2 separate regions of the Bos taurus genome follow, and region 2 is linked to region 1. Evidence: chromatin contacts called from public Hi-C data. All regions are on one chromosome and are shown on one strand. The core of a region is the stretch at or near the end of the contact, and the rest is flanking DNA. Distances in the headings are between cores, read along the strand shown. Region 1 has its middle 3.3 kb from the start of CEBPB. Region 2 has its middle 45 kb from the start of PTPN1.

What was found. Hi-C and Micro-C count contacts between places; a contact is called where the count stands out from the background.
Region 2: a Hi-C map of liver shows a contact between it and region 1, with 2.1 times the contacts expected there. The contact joins two enhancer-like sites. A contact is called at or near these places in 5 of 11 Hi-C or Micro-C datasets (blastocyst, liver, skeletal muscle and 2 more).

What each region holds. Positions count from the first base shown.
Region 1 is chr13:78,207,567-78,210,458 of ARS-UCD2.0, forward strand. No RefSeq gene overlaps it. Among named protein-coding and RNA genes, the nearest start is that of CEBPB, 3.3 kb to the left of the region's middle. Within about 2 kb of position 1,500, at least 6 of the 102 cell types and tissues checked have an H3K27ac peak or open chromatin away from gene starts, as enhancers often do. A contact at or near this core is called in liver, where this site is marked.
Region 2 is chr13:78,487,858-78,490,768 of ARS-UCD2.0, forward strand. No RefSeq gene overlaps it. Among named protein-coding and RNA genes, the nearest start is that of PTPN1, 45 kb to the right of the region's middle. Within about 2 kb of position 1,559, at least 14 of the 102 cell types and tissues checked have an H3K27ac peak or open chromatin away from gene starts, as enhancers often do. A contact at or near this core is called in liver, where this site is marked.

The sequences.
Region 1 (2,892 bases), core at 250-2,749:
TGTGTGTGTGAGAGAGAGAGAGAGAGCTGCTATTATTTTTGGCATTTTAGGTGGTTGGGTGGGGGTGTTGCAGCTGCTTATTCTCCTCTGCTACTCCCGCCCCCCAGCCCCGCCCCCAGGGCCTGTGCTTGGAGATCGGGGTATCAGGCCTGGCTCGGGGGAGGGGCAGAGGAGTGCTGGGTCAGGCTTTCAGGGTGACTCAGTCCCGCTGAGTGCTGGGGAGGAGTGACTAGGAGCCCTGCTTGGGGAGGGCCTGCAGGGCCTCCGGCTGGTCCTGAGTGCAGGGCTTGGGTTTGGAGGGGCTTGGCGGGTTCTGATCTCTGCACAGTGCTTGGGGACCCAGTCCACGGGACTGTGACTCTGAAAGAGAAGGGGTACAGGTCTTGGTCCTACTGAACCCAAGTCGGAGCAGACTATTTCGAAAGTGAAGCCGGGCAGGGTGTTTAGAAAATAGTGTGTGTGCGTATGTATATTTTTAAGAGAGTAGCCTGGGTGTGTGGGTGAGCTTGTGTTTGTGTGTTCTGGCCAGAGGGAGGGGAGAATCCAGAATCGGGCTCTGTTGGGGAGGCGGGGGAAGGGTTCCTATACGTTCACTCCTTTTCCTAGCACCACCTGTCCTGCTTGTACCTACGGTGGACACTGAGGCCTAGGCTTACCTGCTCAAGGACGCTGAGCCCAGGTGTGAACCCAGGACTGCCGTCCCTGATTCCCTGTGACAGAAATGGCCCCGGGCAAGGCTGCGTCTTCCCTGCCCCCTGCTACACTCCTGCCTGCCCCTTTGCATGGCTCCTGCACCCCCGTTCCAGCCCTGGATGGCATTCCTGAGAGTTGAGGATGTAGACGGAGGGGTTTGTGGATACCCCTACAGCGTCCCACGGTGCCTGGCATGCAGGAGGTGTTATATAAGCGTTTGCTCTTGTTATTATTTTTCGCTGGGAGGCTCCTGGCATTTGGCACTTGAATCTTCAGCGCAGCGCGAGTGTGGCCAGCGCTCGCCAGGGGCCAGTGTCCAGTAAGCCCTGGACCTGCCCATCTCATTTAAATCTCACAGCCACCTTCAAAGAGGTTGCTACCATTACATGGCCTGCTTTCAGAGCTGTGAATCTGCCTTTTGGCTGTCACACCCGTAAGGGTGAGAAATATGTTTGTGGGGGGAGCCCTGCTTTAGGAATTCAGGGGTTGAGGGAGGGTGGAATAGGGGGGCTTTGTAGATGAGTTTGCTGAGGACCTGGGATCTCAGGAGCAGTTGGTGATACCGTGGTTTGAGAAGGGGCAATGTGCTTCCTCTCCATTGCCCTTTGGGTGCCTGGATGTTTCCCCCCCTCCCCGTGGAAGCCTGTGGGAAACAGACACTCAGCCCCCACCGTTACGGAGCCAAGGACCAAAGCAAACGCCACCTCCCTAGCCCCGCTTGTCGCCTGGGCACTGGGCACACGTAACTTAGGCCCTGGGCAGCCCTAACCCCGCTTGTCGCCTGGGCGCTGGGCACACGTAACTTAGGCCCTGGGCAGCCGGAAGACTGATGGGAAGCCGCAGTGTCAAAGTCCGCTCAGTACCAGCACCAGCACATCAGCTCCTGCCTCTGGGATTTACCTGCTGAGGGGCAGAGTGGGTGGGGGGCTGACCTCGGGAATGAGGTAGCTCAGTCTTTGGCTCGGGGGGTGGGGGGAGGAAGTCGCCATTTAGGAGGGAACCTCTCCAATCCTCGCTCCTTCATTCGTGAAGAGTTGGCTGGTTACTGCCACTTCTCACCCATTTTTTGTCACCAGAGGATGCAAAGGAGGTGAGAGGCAAGAAGTCTGGGCAGAGAGTGGCCCCAAGCTCCTGTTTCCTGAGCGCTGCTGCACAGCGAGTGTGGAGTGTCACTGTTCACACACTCAGACCCTCCTATCATTGACACAAGCACCCGGGGAAGGGGCTACACTGGTTTGACAAAAGTAAACTGAGGCCTATGGTAGCGGGGTTACTGCTCAGGAAGAACAAGGGTGGAGCCAGTTAGCCAAGTTCGGCTCCGAAGTCTCTGGGGAAAGCTTGGGGATGAAAGCCTGGTTGGTAACCTCAGCCCCCACCCAAGTCCTGGGCCCTGCCTGGAGGAATCCTTGCCCCCCAGCTCATGCACCTCGAATGCCGGAGTTTAGTGACTTGCTTATGGTTTCACAGTTCGGAAGCAGCATTAAAGGAATTTAAACCCGAGCCATCTGACGGCCCTTGAAGAGGGCTTGGAGAAACAGTTAACAGGTTGAGGGCTCTGATGGTGCTCCAGGCGGCACATGAGGGCACTGTGGACAGAGCTGTGCCCAGAGGACTTGGGGATGTCATAAATGGGGGACACCCACTGTATGCGTGTGCATCGCCAGGCTGCAGGCTCACAGGGAAGAGGGAGGGTCTGTTCAAAAGCTGGGAAACGAGAGAGAGAGACAGAGAGAACAGGATGGGGTGAAGCAGGAGGAGGCCAGGGGTGTGCCTCAAAGAGCGGGAATCACAGTGGGTGCACACTCGTACTTAGAGTGAGCAAGACCTACGCACAGATGGATTTGCTGGTTTCTCCCAGCTGCCTGGTCACGTTAACCACAGACCCATTTAGTGGGGTTGACCACTGAGGCTAGCTGGAAACCCTCACCAATGTTTGCTTAGGACAGGAGAGTTGACAGAATACACTGGTGCCTTGTAATCTTAGGCAGTTGCCCCACAGCCGGGCGATTTTTACCAGGGATAGAAGTGAGTGTCAGAAATTGAAGCTGGAGACACTGGTGGGCGCCGGACCCTCTGCTCACCACGTACTGGCTTATCAGCCTCTTGGAGGCCCTGGCTTTTGTTACTGGCATTTTCCTGCCAATCAAGCTGGCTCAGAGAGGGGAGGTGACCTGTCCAAGGTTGCACAGCTAAGGATCG
Region 2 (2,911 bases), core at 309-2,808, 280 kb after region 1:
TAATGATGGTTGGATAAATGAATTAACCTATGGAGGACGAATAGATGGATGGATGGATGAATGGATGGGTGAGTAGGTGGGCGAAACGAATGAATAAAAGGATGGATGATGGATGCATGGATATCGATGGGTGAATGGGTGGGTGGAATGCATGCAGGAATGAATGTATGGCTGAATAGGTAAAAGAATTAATTAAATGATCATGAGAGGCCAAGGGCGCTAAGAGGATGCCTGTTTGTTCCTGGTCCTTGAATGCACCCTTCAGGAAGCTTGAAGACCGGCCGCTCTCAAGCCAAATCAGGCTTCAGACATGTTTTGTTTTGGCCATCTCAGGGTTTTTAATTTTTTAATTAATTGTCATTATTTTAAAATTCTAGTAAAGGGAAAGGCTACCCACTCCAGTATTCTGGCCTGGAGAACTCCATGGACTATAGTCCATGGGGTTGCAAAGAGTCAGCAACGACTGGGCGACTTTCACTTTCACTATTTTAAAATTAGGAAATTTCACATTAGAAATCTGGATCTCTGGTTTCCCTGACAGCTCAGCTGGTAAAGAATCTGCCTGCAATGCAGGAGACCCCTGTTCAATTCCTGGAATAGGAAGATCCCCTGGAGAAGGGACCGGCTACCTACTGCAGTATGCTCGGGCTTCCCTGGTGGCTCAGATGAACACTTGCCTGAGGTGCCGTAATAATGGCAAAGAATCTGCCTGCAAATACAGGAGACCTGGGTTCAATTCCTGAGTTGGGAAGATCCCTTGGAGGAGGGCATGGCAACACACTCCAGTATTCTTGCCTGGAGAATCCCGTGGATAGAGGAGCCTGGAGGGCTATAGTCCATGGAGTTGCCAAGAGTCGGACACACCTGAGCAAGGATACCATCCTTGCAAAATTGGGCCAGCTCATGTGCCAGGAAGCAACGTGCCAGGACTGACAGAGCTGAGCCACCTGGGACCGCAGTCTCCACTGCTCCCCAGCGCATCTCTGGTGTTGAGGGCGGGCGTCGGCTGCCATTTATTACGGCACTTCAGGCTGGTGTTCTTCTCATAGTATAATTGCAATGAAAATGAAAAATCTCGTGTACCCGAGTTGCCATCAAAAGTGGGGAAATGAAAACACATAGAAGGAAAACTGGGAGAGACGTTACTTGTTTGTGGAAGGAGAGAATGTCCCTATGGATCTGAGGCGTACACAGTGCGTGCTTTCCTGAGGGACCGCAGAATACAGTGCTTGAGGGCACAGGTGCTGGGGCCTGAGGACCGGGTCCCGGCCCCGGGGCTGCTGGCTGCGCGGCCTTGGGCAAGTCACCGAGCCTCTCTGTGCCTCAGTCTCCCCGTCTCTAAGGCAGAGATGGAGTCAGTTCCCACCTCCGGGTATTAATGAGTTCCCACGTGTGAAACTCTCTGTGTGTGAGCCAGGACTGACTTTGGTTGCTTTGTGTGACCTGTACAACAGGGGTTCTAGACCCGGGCCATTCGGCAATGCCTAACGACTCAGGCTGCCACAGTGCGTCCCTTCCAGGCTGTGGCTAGTTAGACAAGGGTGTGTCCCTAGCGCCTCCCAGTGGCTTCATACCGAAACTGCACGAAGCTCTGCAGCCTGGAGTGGTAGTGGGGAATAGGGACTGACCCCAGGGCCGTCTTCATCCAGACTCAGTGGGAATGTGGAGATTTAAGGTCGTGAAAGATGGTAGCAAAGGCTTAGGAGACAAAATGACATGGGTTTGGATCCCAGCTCTCCCACAGAGCAGCAGGGAGACCTTGAACAAATCCTTGACCCCTCTGGACCTCAGTTTCCTCAGCTGTAAAATGGGTATGATGTTACGCCAGTGTTGTGGGTAGGATTATATTACGTAACATGCATAGACAGATGGCGCCTACTGGATGCTTCATAATCCTCCTCTCTGACACGGGTGTTCACCTACATCCAGAGCCATGGGGATGAGCTTCCAATGTACCAGAATGATTTTTAAATAATTCTCAAATAGTTTTGCTAGAGGGGTGGGATGTGATGCGGGGTGGGAGCTTCAAGAGGGAAGGGAGACATGTATACTTATGCCGATTCACACTGTCGTTAACAGAAATCAGCTCAACGTTATAAAGGAATTGTCTTCCAATTAAAAATAAATTTAAAAAATAATTTTGCTTCACAGGCACATTTACTATATGGAACGGGATCCACAACATATTGTCAAATAATCTCAGGCCTGAAAAACATGGTGCAGAAGGGGATTTCTGGTGACATACCTGGATTTCAGAATACATACATGTGTAACATCTGTGAGAAACAAAGACCTAATTTTCTTAGTATATAAAGAGCTCTTGCAGATGAAGAGACAATTATCCGATAGAAATATAGGCAAAGGATGGGAATGCTTTACTACCAGAAAAGAGACACAAATGGCCTTTAGATATGTGTTTTAATTCCCAACGTAAAGGAAGACTATGGGGATTACAACCACGGTGAACACACTTTTCCCCTATCGGCAAGGCCAAGATGGAGCGGTCAGATAATAGTTGGTGTTGGCTGGAGTGTGGGGAAACCAGGGCTCACGTCAGTCATTGCCCTGAATGTCAGTTGGTAGGCATGACCTCAGAAAGCATTTAGACAATAAGTGTTAAAATTTAAAAATGCACCTGCCCTATGACTGGGCAGTTCAGGGGCTAAGAATTCATCCCTACGGAAATAGATCCGCATACATGGAAAGACTCCTGTGAAAGGAATACTAATTGCAGCATTGTTTGCCGCAGTCAAACACTGGAATCAGCTACATGGTATCATCGGGGACTGGTTAGAAAAATTATGATATTCAGACAATGGAATGTGTGAAGAATGCTCTCCTAGTGCTGATTGGGAAAGATCTCCAAGGTACATTATTAAGTAAAAAACGAAACCAGTGCAGAGCAGGGTGT